2 separate regions of the Mus musculus genome follow, and region 2 is linked to region 1. Evidence: chromatin contacts called from public Hi-C data. All regions are on one chromosome and are shown on one strand. The core of a region is the stretch at or near the end of the contact, and the rest is flanking DNA. Distances in the headings are between cores, read along the strand shown.

The links. Hi-C and Micro-C count contacts between places; a contact is called where the count stands out from the background.
Region 2: a Hi-C map of cerebellar granule neurons shows a contact between it and region 1, with 2.0 times the contacts expected there. The contact joins two enhancer-like sites. A contact is called at or near these places in 6 of 484 Hi-C or Micro-C datasets (cerebellar granule neurons, cerebellum, cerebral cortex and 3 more) and 2 of 115 datasets of contacts at active chromatin or transcription factors (embryonic stem cells and stem cell-derived neural progenitor cells).

The regions. Positions count from the first base shown.
Region 1 is chr13:58,934,448-58,941,488 of GRCm38.p6, reverse strand. All of the region lies in intron 12 of Ntrk2 (neurotrophic tyrosine kinase, receptor, type 2), which reads right to left. Among named protein-coding and RNA genes, the nearest start is that of Ntrk2, 130 kb to the right of the region's middle. Within about 2 kb of position 2,853, at least 12 of the 459 cell types and tissues checked have an H3K27ac peak or open chromatin away from gene starts, as enhancers often do. A contact at or near this core is called in cerebellar granule neurons and cerebellum, where this site is marked.
Region 2 is chr13:59,053,882-59,060,922 of GRCm38.p6, reverse strand. It overlaps Ntrk2 (neurotrophic tyrosine kinase, receptor, type 2), which reads right to left. Exons shown (of 18, transcript NM_001025074.2): 15 at 6,458-6,630; 16 at 461-695. Among named protein-coding and RNA genes, the nearest start is that of Gm53063, 16 kb to the left of the region's middle. Within about 2 kb of position 2,917, at least 10 of the 459 cell types and tissues checked have an H3K27ac peak or open chromatin away from gene starts, as enhancers often do. A contact at or near this core is called in cerebellar granule neurons and cerebellum, where this site is marked.

The DNA of each region.
Region 1 (7,041 bases), core at 1,604-4,103:
CAGGGAGAAGAGGGAAGGTTTATCCTGGAAAACAAGGAACTAACTCCTCAGTCACTAATTTGTGGCTCAAAACCTCCCCAACAGTCCTGGAGATACTGCCTCAGTGAAGGCCACCCAGTGACTTAACCTGTCATGCCCCCTCAGGGCTTTCCCCAGCTTGCAGTCTGGGCCTCTTGCAGATCTCCTCGGCTTCCCATTCTACCTCTCCTCTCCGGGTGAAAATCCTAACGGATTCAACTGTATCTTGGAGTCAGCCTCAGAGGAGACACAACTTGCTCTTCGAAAGTGTTGATTATCAGGCCAGATGTGGTGGTTCATGTCCGCAATCCCAGCATGCTTGAGGGGGACGCAGGTGGATAGCTGAGAGCTGAAAGCTACCCTGGGGTTCAGAGTGAGGCCAAAACAAAAGCAAAAGGCAGTAAATAGTAAGAAATGCCTATTGTGTGTGCTCAGCAAATCTGTGTGCTCTGCACATCATGGAAGCTCCACCCCATCACCGAAGCTCTGCCCAATCATGGAGGCTCCGCCCAATCACAAAGACTCCACCCATTCCGGAGTCCCGTGCTTCAACCTGCTCACTACAGACCCAGAGCGACACTCCTCTAAAGAGAACAAGTGGATGAGTTGGCCTCACAGAACTGAGGAAGGGATTAAGAGGAGGAAGAGGAAAAAGGAGTGAGGAGAAGAGGAAGACAATCTCTTAGTTGTTTCTCCAGAGAATGGGGGTGGAGGGAGTGCATCACCTGTTCATGTTGTTAGGAAACCTCTCCAAGAGATCCTGTGTCTTCTGTCTTCAAATCGGCGCGTAGGAGGTGGTGTCCTTGGAGGACTTTGGGACCACCGTGAAGGCTGTAGAGTTGCCATCTTCTCTGTCTTAACCCTCAACATTTCCAGTTTTTCCTTTTGTCGGGTGATACCGAATGGAAAGTGGACTTTCTGTATGACATGTGTCTCATACCAAGACACAAGGGTTAACGACAAAAAGAAGTCTTCAGGCTGGTTATTTCATAACTCACATCAAGATAGGAGAGGAAGACAAAATCGGCAGCATCATTTATAAGCCCCGGGAAGTGGAAGTTTCCAGGCTGCCATAAATAAGGACAAGAGTGTCTGCCAAGTTAGAGGCCTTGCCAAATTTGAAATCCACTCAATCTCTACATTTTGGAACCCAGAACAGAACACCAACCTTGTGGGATTTATAATATTTTCTTCTCAGCGAAATCTCTTGCTATTTATAAGAAAGTAAAAACAAAAAGTAATATATATATATATATATATATATATATATATATATATATATATCATGGGAAGGTTTTTATTTATTTATTTTTAACCATCTGGGAGTTTTACAAGCAGTAAGACTGTAAAGATAATTAGGTGGAATGATCTATGCACTGTTATTAAATCCATCGTAGTCAAAGAAGACTGAAAGTATGCAGAGCCGCGTGTATGTACATGTGTGTATGCAAGTGTGTGCATCTTTGCATGTGTGTACTACCGTTCTCTCATCAACACTTAATTTCTCTCTTTTTTCCCCCTCATACACAGACCACCACCACCCATGATTCCGTCCAACCAATGTAAAAGTTTTAAAGCATAAAAAATTAAAGAAAAGATGAAGAAGCTTATTTAGGATATGAGTGCTGTTCAGAAACAGAATGAGAGCTAAATAGAGCAAAATAGCTCCTAAGGAAGATAAAGGTGTGGGGAGGGAATAAGCTAAGCGGGTAGAGGCACCTCCCATCAGGTTATACATAAGTAAGATGGACTTAGCCACCAAAGGATGCTCTCTGAGAGAGGGTGGGGCCTCACAGACTACAGACAGTCTCACCTGGGCCCTAACAAGTTCCCAAATTATAGAAACCAAAGCGGCAGATTATAAGCATCACACAGACTGTCACCCCCGAGGACAAGGGTGACACCTGCTTGGTGGACTCTGGTGTCACCCAGAGCTGAGCTCAGTGTCTTGCCTGATTTTGACACAGCAAAATACCCTAGGTCTTGAATGGCCTCGATGTAACAATCCAAGGAAGAACTCAGTGTGTGTTCTAGGGGACAAGGAGGTGACATGGAGAACGATCTCTAGCGATGACTGAACACTAGAAGACCCAAGCCCAGGAAAGGCTGGAGCAATAGAGCAACCCCAACAGGCCTCTAGATTGCTCCTGGTAGAGTGATTGATTCTTCCACACACAGAATTCGAAAGGCGTGTCCAGCCGCCTTCTCTACTCAGACCTGGGAGGGCCACACGTGGCTGATGGGGAATTAACACACTCAGTCATGGCCTTGGACACATGATGGAGAGGCAATGGGACTGCCCCAAATCAAGGACCCCAACATCAGTACAAAATAAACACTCACTTAGGGAGTCTTTCTTGAAAAGCCTGAAGCATCTTAGGAGGCTGCGTTTTGGTCTCCGTGGGAAGGCAGAAGGGAGTTTACCCCCTGACACTGGAGCATTGGCTGAAGCTGTGCAAACTTACCTGAGAACAGATTCTATTCACCACAGCAAACGGCACAGCCTACATTTTTGTTTAACAGTGCTTCAGAACTGATTACAGTTTGATGGGGATTATTAAAAAGAGATAAAAGGGTGGAAAATAAACATAGGAGTTGTTTCTCCGTCCCTCCTTGGAAACGTAATAAAACTATCAGAAGGAAGGGGGAAAGCTTACTGCTCGTTAGTCTGTGGTTGGGCAGAGATTTTAATTCAGTAAACACAGGCTCTGAGATCTTGTGGCATGTGAGATGGACTTGACCAAATGACTGGAAAATTAGCATATGCCCTTGGCAGTCTCTCCCAGTCCTGGGCTGCCAGAAGGGGGTGCAGAGAGGACTCCATGTGTGGAGGCTGCTCTGTGTCTTTGTGCTGCAGAGGCCAAAGCCAAGTCAGGCCTTTGTGACACTTTGTTCTGCTGTCTAGATTCTGTGCATGGAGGTAGCTGGATATGATATGTCCTCTACCAACCCGTCCTGCCACGCCCCAGCCCTGCTGTGCTAATCTCTCTTAGGATCCCTCATTAGGCTGGCAAGATGGCTCAGCGGTTAAGAACACACTAACTGCTCTTCCGGAGGTCCTGAGTTCAAATCCCAGCAACCACATGGTGGCTCACAGCCATCTGTAATGAGATCTGATGCCCTCTTCTGGTGTGTCTGAAGACAGCTACAGTGTACTTACAAATAATAAATAAATCTTTTTTTTTTAAAAGAATCACTCATTAGATAGTGAAACAACCCCAGGGGGATGCGGAGGGCTGGAAATCAGGGGACATGAGCAAAGGCACTCGATGACATCGGTCAAAAGTACAAATCTGCCATGGCCAGTTGCAAACACGGTCTGGGTTCTCATGCTTCGCACCGAAACCTCCTGACCCAACCTGCCTCATAAGGTAAAAGGTGAAAATCAGGTGCTGGTGTTACCACCAGGCCCCACACTCATGTGCCGAGATCTGCAAGGGCTTCCTGAGACTGGGAGCAGACGCCTTCTCAGTGACTGGTTAACCTGACAATTCACCGTGGTCAAGAATAATCTCTGCTCGATGGCCAGGGCCAGAAGGGGTGAGCACGTTAAACTACGGAAACTGTACTGTTGGGTAAGCTCTGTAGAGCTGTGAGGAGCCCTGGGTAGCCTGTGGAAGACCGTTTGGCACATATTTGCAAAATCAATACCCCTTAACTACCATCAGCATCCTTTAAGTCCTGGGTAGACTCCCTTTTGATTGTAAGGTGAATTTACCCCAAGTTAACCACCACTCATGCAGTAACAATAACCCCTTCAGGGTGCCCAGAAGGTGGTCATGGGCTCAAATAAATCCAAGATGCAGTTGTTTAAATCTTATTTTTTGGCCTGTAGCCAAAGTGGGACATGCGGAAGGAAAGTCTGAAGAGCCTGTAATGGAGACTAAGGGGACGTGACATATGAGCAGTCTGCCGCCATAACTGGTCATGTCTCTCCAGGTACTGCTGTCCTTGAGATCTCTATCCTGGACCATAAAAGCTGCTCTCTGTCTCTGACATGAGTTGCTTAGTTGCTTAGTGAATGAACTGACAGGACATTGTGTGCCCTCTTGCTGGGGTAAAACATCAAAAGTATTTTGTAAAGAATATAAAAGTTTAGTTGGTAAAAAACCAAAACAAAACAAAAAACAAACAAACAAACAAAAAAAAAAAAAACCCACAAAGCTTCCTGGTATATACTCTGTACCAAATACCTTTTAACTAATGGAAGTAGTTCTCATGTAAGAATCATAAACCATACCTCTTGTGTGTGTGATTCTTACTGATGGAAACTCTCAAAGCTGTCCCCAAGCCATGATTTGTTCTAGCGCCCGCAGTAGGTAGGACTCCCCAAAATTCCTTATTGACATGTCTCAGCCCCCCAGACCACCGATGACACAGGGGCCATATGCGTGGGGGGGTAGGAGAGGGGGTGTGATCTACAGAGAACACAGGACACATGGAGATGAATCATAAAACTTTATTGGCTTGTTAAAGAAATGGATGAATTCAGCAAGTACATTTATAGTCTAGCCACACTGTTAAAACAGTACTTAAAAGTAAAATCTTTTTTAAAAAAAGAGATGCATTGTTTACAGGAAATGTGAAAAAAGAGACTTGAAAACCCAGAATATTATAGGGGAAAAAAGGCACAAAAGTGAGTCACGAGCTGCCTCTGGATTCCAGCAAATGGGTTTGGACCCAATAGGGATGAAGCCCAGGGACACATCTTTCTTGAGAATGTCTTGCTACTTCTTATTTGTTTGTGAGTTCATATATGCATCGGCTAAAATTAAGCTGGTGAGAAAAATTCCGGTTCTTTTCCTTGCTTCTTATACGTTTTTCTCCCTCCCAAGAACACTAAGACTCAGAACACAGACAATGGGGTGTAGTGTGGGTTTGGGAGTTGCTTCACTATCACTGGCTACCCTGAAGTGTGAGTCCAGACTAAATGCAGAGTGAATGATTTATGTCATGCTCGAGTAGCTTGGGAGGTCCCTCTGTCCCCGAGACCAGGACAAGGAAATAGTTATCCACACTGGGAAGCCGCCTCTCAAGTGAAAACTGCTATCAAACTTTCTGGGCCGGGAATTCTGTCAACCTAATTTAAGCCTGGCAGCACTCACCCGAAAGCAATTTAAATTCAGGAGAGCCCTCAGCTGTCCCAGGTGCCCTTAGGTAAACTTGACAGATTGCTAAGTATTGAGGTATGCAAAAGGAGCAGAATGTTCTTAATGGCAACTTCTGTACCAGGTTCCTTGGAGTCAGGTCTGCTGAGCTACAGGATCCCGGGAGCTCTGTCATCATAAAGCAGAGAGCCTGGCACAGCCCACACAGCTGGAGGCAGCCACCTCCTGAGCTCCCTGTTGTATGGAATCGTCCCCCTTCAGCGGAGCCCTCCCCGTGAATCTCTAGTCTAGACCAAACAAGATGAAGTGAGTTTCAATTAGAGTGTGAAAGAATGAGATGGAAGCAAAGGGAGGGACTCTAGACAGCATGTATCAAAGCAGGTGGAGGTGTGTTTCACCCCCTCACAGGCAGAAGTCAGCACAGGCTTGAGAGTCTAGTTTGCAAGAAGGGGTGGTGGAGAGTTCAGTGTGTTATAATTAGGCAGAGCTGCCAACAAAACCAGACAACATTCTCTGTCTATCATGGGGTCAGTTTAGAAAGATGGGGGTAGAGGGTGGGGGGGAGCAGAAGCAAGGAAGTGCCCCCTGCTTGTTCTCTCAGCATGCCCCTGAAACTGCATTCAGTCGCACACTCTCTCAGTCACTTACTCTGCAAACCCCTGTGTAAGCCTGCTCAGGCTTCAAGACCCCTAGCTATTGTGAGCTTGGTTCAGGGTCCCGAAGAGTAGAGGGCCAAGATGAAGGCAGAATGCGCTGGTTTTCTTGGCTGTGGGGAGGCCTGAGACTGGAGGGGTGGGAGGGGGGACTGCTGAGCTGATTCTCTCTAATATGTACTGGGGTTCATGTCTCCTACTGGGAGACAGCCCTCTTCAGTCTTAGGACAGTTTCTATGTTGGCTGCTGTGGTGTCAGAAGCTCTTTGTTACTCCATCTCAGCTGCCTGAGCGACCCAACCACGCCCCAGAGACCCAACCATGGCAGGTCAACAAGCTATGGAACCCTATCTCTTTGAGGTGATGTTTTGTAGCTAAGTAGGGCCATCAGTCCACTGAGGCCAGCATGGAGATGGGGGAGCGGGACTCATCTCATCTCATTCTGCTCTCTTGAGAGTCTAGAAGACATGGCACCTGGAGAGAAGGGATTTGTGTCAGATAAAGCGGAGGAGAGTGCTGACTAGGACCAGGATGGCTCTGCACTTGGAGAATGTTGAGAAGACAGGACTGTAGGGACAACCCAGCAAGGTGACAGGGCCTGGGGTCCCAGCTAGGAGGGAGTCACAGGGTAACAGACAGCTGTGCACCTTTGGACGGGTGAAGTTCCTGTCAGAACTTGCTTAATGCACCTGTCAGTGGCAGTCATGAAGAAAGAGAGTTTGCAGGGAAAGACAGACAGATACAGTGGGGAACAATGACTCTCTCTAAGACAGAAGGAACAGACTGGCGGCCCACAGGCAGGCTTTGTTGGCCTACATAATGTTTTAAAAATAACTGTGCCAACTTTTTAAAAATAGGTAGGTTTCATATAAAAATCCAGGTTTCACATCTTCTTTAGAGAATAAGATTTGGAAGCTTGGGTCCTTGCTCCCCCGGGACATGGTTGGCATCCTGACAGTTGCCCCTGGGTTTTAGGCAGGTACTGGCTCACCTAGACCACTGTGAGTGTGGAGACTTGCCTGGCACTGTAATGCCAGTTCCTGTCAGAGAGCACAGACCTAACTCCAGAAAAATAAAAATGTCCCTTCTCTCTTCCTGGCACTGTAAAAATAAAATACACACCATTGTGAATCCTCAGAGAGCAGATTTCTTCTGGGGGACCAAAGAAAGCCAGGGATAAAAGGAAGAGTATAGGAAAGGAATACTGTGTTGCTGATGGCGGTCCTTGGGGGTTATAAAGAAGAAAAGACAAAGAACACAGGA
Region 2 (7,041 bases), core at 1,668-4,167, 120 kb before region 1:
ACTGATGCGGTTTCTCTTGGCAATGTGATACAATACTCTGGAAAGCCACCATAAAGAATAGGTTGCCCTAATACTTATATGCTGGACCTATCCACATACTAGAACATGACTGTGCTCCAAGCAGTACTTTCAAGAAGTATCTTAGGGAAAATGGGACCCATAGGGTGGATTTTGATCCAGTCGGCTGATGTCTGAAGAGGAGATTTAGAAGTGAGATCTTCCATTAAATCTCATGCATGTAAAAATAAAGATTGTGGAGAATATGGAAAGATGGCAGCCACTTTCATTTGTGTAAGTGAACCTTACATCATGCCTACTACCACCATGATCTTGGAGGTCTCCAGTACTGTGAGGAGTCAATTTCCACTAACCAGGGATATCTTCTTTCGCCAGCCCAAGCATATGAATACAGGGGCTTTCCCCTACTTAAGACGATCTCCTAGCTGGAACAGCTACTCACCCGATAGTAGTCGGTGCTGTACACATCTCGGGACATCCCAAAGTCCCCAATTTTCACCAGCAGGTTCTCTCCCACCAGGCAGTTCCGGGTGGCCAGGTCACGGTGCACAAAGTGTTGGGACGCCAGGTAGACCATACCTGCTGCGATTTGCTGAGCGATGTGCAGCATCTGCGACTGCGTCAGCTCTGTGGGCGGGTTACCCTCTGCCATCAGCACTGCGTCGGGCCCGTGTGCCCTGCGGGGAAACACAAGGGGTTGGAACCTCAGCTGGAAGACTGGAAGGACCCTCAGTCTCGGCTCAGCAGCTGGGACTGGAGGACACTACCTGACCTGGGTGAGAAAGAGACCAGGATGCTCCAGGCCACACACAATTTTATCTCTACAGCCAAGAAAGCACCTAGCGGCCTCATTTCTACCGAGTGGGATGCAGGGCCGTGTGGGCTGGAATGGCGAGCCCCTCCCCCACAACACATCAACATGCTAATGTCTCTGGGAATTCAGGACTCTGCTCCCATAAGACATTGGTCACTGTCTCAAACTCTGAGAAGCATAATCCAACTGAGAGAAAGAAAAAGCCACTTATGGAGGTTGGCTCTGCTCAAGTCATGATCTTAGCATCTTTGGAGCCCCATCCTTACTCCAAGCTGTGATCCGCTGGGCTACATTGCCCCAAGGCTAACTGCTCCAGATGTCCCCGCCAAAGATCTACGGACAAGTGGAGCCTTTAAGTTGCCCTTGACTCCTCACCCCACCTCCACCCCCGCCGAGGGAGCTACAGAAAATAATAAGTGTGTCACTGCCTTGGGGAGCATGGCTTGGACAAAGCTGGCCACCCCAAGGGAAAGTAAGGGAGTGGGTGTCTCCTTTTAGAGATTGGAAACACTTGCAACAAAGATGGAGAGCTTTTCAATACATTTTAGAAGGGGGCGACTTTGTCTGTGGGTCCCAGAACTGCATATGGGTGTTTGAAAGTGAGAGAGCCAGAATTACCCAACATTTTTAGCCTGGATCCTATTTCCGTAAGCTGTTCCCGCCCGAGGTACACCTTTATCCCCCAAGGCTGCGGACTACAAGGGCTCTCCTTTTACATTTCTAAAACATGCTGCCACCAGGCTTCCCCCACCCCCTCCTCTGGGAGCGAGCAGTGGCAGAGGCGTGGGGCGTGTCCCAGTCCACCACTATCTAACACCCTGATCTGGGGAAGTGTTTGAACTTCACTTAATCTGTAATTTCCTCATTAGTCAAAGGCACAAGGGGGGTATTAGGCTGGGTGATCCTTTGGTTCCCTCTCTGTTGATGAATATCAAGATTTAACTATTCCCTAGGGAAATTTAACTATTCCCTAGGAACTTCCTGGTTTCATAGCAGGCAAGTCTTAACAGTTTTCACCTCTCCTGAGACCTTAGGTCTCAGCTGCCTTTTGTAGCACCCAGGAACAGCCCGAAGAAACATCTCTGGAGGTGAGAAGATGAGACAGGGCACAGAAACCAAAGCCCAGGCTGTCGGGATTGAATTTGAATCCAGTCCCAACACAATTTATATAACTTTCTGGGTCTGTTTCCTTATTCTACAAACCAGATCCTGGGAGCACTTTCCTAAGAGCATCAGCATGAGGAAGACTTGAGGATCTTTCTAAGGAGGGAAGAGGGGATTTTTATAGAACGTGGGGCAGGACTTTGCCAAAACAGGGCCCTTAACGGAGAGGTATGAAGATTTGGGGTAAATAGGAACTTTCCTTTCCTTGAAAATGCCAAAGTTCTTCCCACCTCACAGAAGATTCCTCGCCGAGATCTCAACCTCGGTAAAGTACCTAGAAATACATTAAACTCATAGGGAATCCAAGAGACTAAGATAAACTTAGGCATTCAGGGAATGAACAAAGTAGGCCAATGTCAGCCATAGCCTGTGCCAGCTACAAAAAAACGAGATTCCTGTGTCTGCAGGAAGCAGTGATTCCAAACCCCTCCCGAGAAGGCACCTCTGTAAACTCCTGCCTGCACCAGCCTCCTACTCCACAAACAAACAAACAAACAAACAAAAAGCTCATAGCCCCACACCAGGGCTCTTTATAGCCCCGAGCATGGGGGAAGGCTCTCACACTCTCTAGCAGTCATTTTCCTGCCCACTTCTGAGAAGGCAAGAAAGCTTTTCCCTGATAGAAGCCTCTACACACCTTTGCTTTCTTGGAGTGGATGACTCTCCATTAAGGGAAGAATGGGTGAGCCTCCTGGATGAGCTCTTAAGAGGAGCATGGAGTTCAGGTCTTCCTGCATCTCTTGAAAAACAAAAACTCATGCTGCTTCTTCTAGGGGGGAGCTCCTTAACAAGTGCCAAGTGCCCCAGTGTTCTGGGTTGGGGAGCCAGTAGCAGTCTTCAGCATCTACAGGAGGTGCTAATCCTTGCTGCTCTGATGGTCTCTGACATGGCTTGAAGCTGGCAGTTTTCCACATTGAACTGGCGCTATGACTCAAACCTCTTTTCTATTAAGTGTTTCAATGTGCAGTGAGTGCTAGAGACTAAACTCAGGGCTTGTACAGACATCTTACTGTCAAGCTGCATCCTAGCCTCCTCATGTTTTTTGGTTTTTTTTAAAAGATTAAAGTGAGTTTACCTGTTAAATTTCACATAAATAAAAATCAATTGGCACATGACAGTTATACATATGTATGGGATATAGTGTGGTATTTAATGCATGTGTAGAATGTATAAGGTAAGATTACAACAAAATAATTGATATACATTCACTTAAATATCTATCTTCCCTTGTATTAATAGCATCATCTCTATAGCTATTTTAAAATATGCAATTAATTTTCGCCAACCATTGTTACCCAACCCTGGCCACTAAGGCTTATCCACTTCATACAATGGCCTCCCTGTTCATGCTTAAATCATACTCCTCTGAGGGTGTTCACAGCCACTCTCTCTGGAAGAAAAGGGCATGTTGGGAGTCTCAGTTCTGGCACCTGCTGTATGACTCAGTTCCTTTAACTGTGCTACAAGAGTGGTAGTAGTAGTTGTTGTAATAAATTTATCATTAATTTTTAATTTTACTACTTGGTTTTCATATATTAATACATCTATATGCTTAGAAAATTTGAATACCGATTACCTGTTACTACTTGAAAGTTACTCGTCGTCCCTTCTCCATATTAGAAGGGAACTTTGGAGAGATTGTAGAGGGAAAAACTGTGAAACTCCTGAAATACAATTTTCCTTCTCTTTGGCCACTCCACTGATGTAAGACCTGGCCACACTGTGCTCGGGGTATGTGTTCTTACATGAATAAGAAGGTAAGAGACATAAGACATCTGGCTTTGTCAGGCTCTGCCAAGATGCTTGGAGATCTGTCATGGCGGCCTCGGGCCAGGTCTCCTCCCAGGAAGAGGACAGTCTGTACTTGCAATGCATCACTGCACCTGAGGTCTGCTCCTTGGCAGCCACCCTGTTCCAGAGTTTAGCAGATTCTGGAATAAGTTGGCTGAGGTTTTTAGTGCTCCACACCCTGTGTAGGATGCCAAGGGAGGGCTTCAGAAGGCCATGGGGACGCTGGGGCATGACTGAGAGTCAGAAAATCAAAGGATGAGATGCATTGTACATACTTACAAGCATACACACACATACATGCACAATACACCCACACATGTATACACACATGTATACATACATACACATGCATGTACACACTCACATGCATACATACACATTCACACATATGCATGCACAATGCACACACACATGCATATGCCCATTCACATGCATGTATACACACATATATGCATTCACATACATGCACACACATGCATATACACACTCACATGTATACATGCAATCTCACACATTCACATACACACATGCACACACAGCATTTGCACTCACACCCATATACATTTACACGACCCCCACTTGAATACACCATTTATGCATACACACTTAATGCATTCATGCACACATGCATACACATAAGCATGTACACTCATATCTACACATAGTCATATAGCCACACATACACTTATGTATACATGCTTCCCCCACATATTCATGTACATATACACACACTAACACACACATAAACTCCCACACACCTTCTCATTTACACACAAAACATATATACACTAATATACACTCACAGATATATGTACTTACATTCACATACTCATTCACACACACACACACACACACACACACATACACCACAGTCTTAACATGCAGATGCACATGACTTCATGCAGATAATTGCAGGTGGGTTTATTTTGGTAGAATATTTAAGAAGGGCCATTTTTGGATTAAAAACAAGCCCGAGGAATGATGAAAACATTTTTTTTCATATGAACAATAGCCCTCAACCGAGATGGTGTTTTCTCTTCTCTTTACTTTAGCTCTGACAACATGAAGTATGGAATCTGCATTACCCTGTCTTTTACCCACAATGAAAACTTGGCTAACACAGGATAATGGGTTAGGATTGTCTCTCAATACTTTGAATTTTCCATGTGTTCCTGGTCTCACCTGGCATCCCCTCCTATACACATCTGTAGGGACAGCAGAGGTCCAGCCCAGGCAGGAACTGAGCAGTATGTTCCTGGGACTTACTGATTCCTAAGCCCACAGTGTGACTCTTGCAGCAACACGTGAAGCTGTCTGGGGATGACTTCTGTGCAACACCCCAGGCAGCAGCCTGGGACATGAGAAGAGGCCAGGGAGGACTATGTATGACCATTACACAAAAGATGTCACTCACTGGGATCTGAGATCCCTGAACCAAAGGAAATAGAAAATGGTGGCAGAACTAGTGGGTTGTGGGAGCAAACATTTCCGATAACGTCCGCTCTAAACTCATTCTTGGGATGGACGTTGTACTGCCTTCTCAGGCAGGGAATAGAAGGCCAGGAAGGGAAGGCTATCAGTTTGCTACCCTCTCATTTTGTTTTTCCCAGGCTTTCATTCTCTACTGGCATACACAGAATGTACAGGCTCATACTTCAAAGATGCCAGCCGATGTTTAAAGAAAGAAACACATAGAAAGGACTTAAGAGTCTTGAGGGCTGGGGGGGGGTGTGTGTTCCTGAGCAAGGTGGGCTGAAGACCCACTCAAGAACCACACCCTGCTGAGGAGGAAGGAGAAGCCATGTTCTTTTGCCCATGCTGGGACAAGTGTGCCCCACCCTGATGCCTTACATGTAAGATCCATTTTTTATTTCCTTATCTGCCTGATGCAAACGAAGACATTCTTAGCTTTCTTCCATGTCATGTGGTGTCTATGACTCCCTATATGCTTCTTTCTAGATAGTCACAGGATGGGGACATCCACCAGGGGTCCACGCCAAGGTGATCAACAGCCCAAGTCATGTTATCAAACTCATCTCTTCTTGGGATCCTATTAATGACTGAGTTGGTCACCAGCAGAACACTCGACTCACATATGCCAGAGCTGAACACCAGCTTCATGTGCTTCTAGAGCGATACCACCCTGCAGACACACAGTCTGTAGGAAGGAGAAACGCGTTCTTCTTTTCCCTCTATCTTTCTGTGTCATGTGTGGGTGCAACCATCATCAAGGAATGCTCCAATGAAAGGCCTGAGCTTACCTTCACCTTTCCCAGGAACTTCCCATCCTTGCCCTGGTTATCTGAGCAACCCTTTTGCCCTCTTCTCAAGCCCAAATTGGCTCCTCCCACTCACTAAGCCCAGGTTGGCTCCTCCCCCTCACTAAGCCCAGGTTGGCTCCTCCCCCCTCTCTAAGCCCAGGTTGGCTCCTCCCCCTCACTAAACCCAGGTTGGTTCCTCCCCCTCTCTAAGCCCAGGTTGGCTCCTCCCCTTCACTAAACCCAGGTTGGTTCCTCCCCCTCTCTAAGCCCAGGTTGGCTCCTCCCCCTCACTAAACCCAGGTTGGTTCCTCCCCCTCGCTAAGCCCAGGTTGGCTCCTCCTCCTCACTAAGCTCAGGTTGGCTCCTCCCCCTCACTAAGCTCAAGTTGGCTCCTCCCCGCGCACTGTACCTAAGGAACTTGTTGAGGTCCCCGTGCTTCATGTACTCAAAGACCATGATGAGTGGGTCGCCCTCCACACAGACACCGTAGAACTTGACAATGTGCTCGTGCTGGAGGTTGGTCAGCAGCTCAGCTTCCCGATGAAAGTCCTTGCGTGCATTGTCGCTGGCGTCCTTCAGCGTCTGTCAAAATGGAGACATCAAAGAGAAAGTTGTTTGGATAAGGGATTCCACCAGTGAGTCCTAAGAATTCTAGAAGGGATGAGCATGGATCTAATTAATTACATAAAATGTCAGGAAGCACCATCATTCCTGAGGAAGTATTATTTGTGCTTGTGAGGTCTCTTCCTCACGGGTACACAAAGGTCTGGAGCTTTCAGAGCAGTCTCCTAAACTGCATCCTCATTGAGTTTCAAGGGAGCTTATCTTACAGGCTTTACCCTCCTTACCCTTGGTCACCACGGTGTCTGTCAGTTCCTAGTGCCTGTTGACATTTCTGTGGTACTATACACACTTCTCTACTCAGATAATCCTTGAAAATGTTTCTTTTCCTTAATTTTATCTATGTAGATGTATTTGCATAGAGCAATAAGT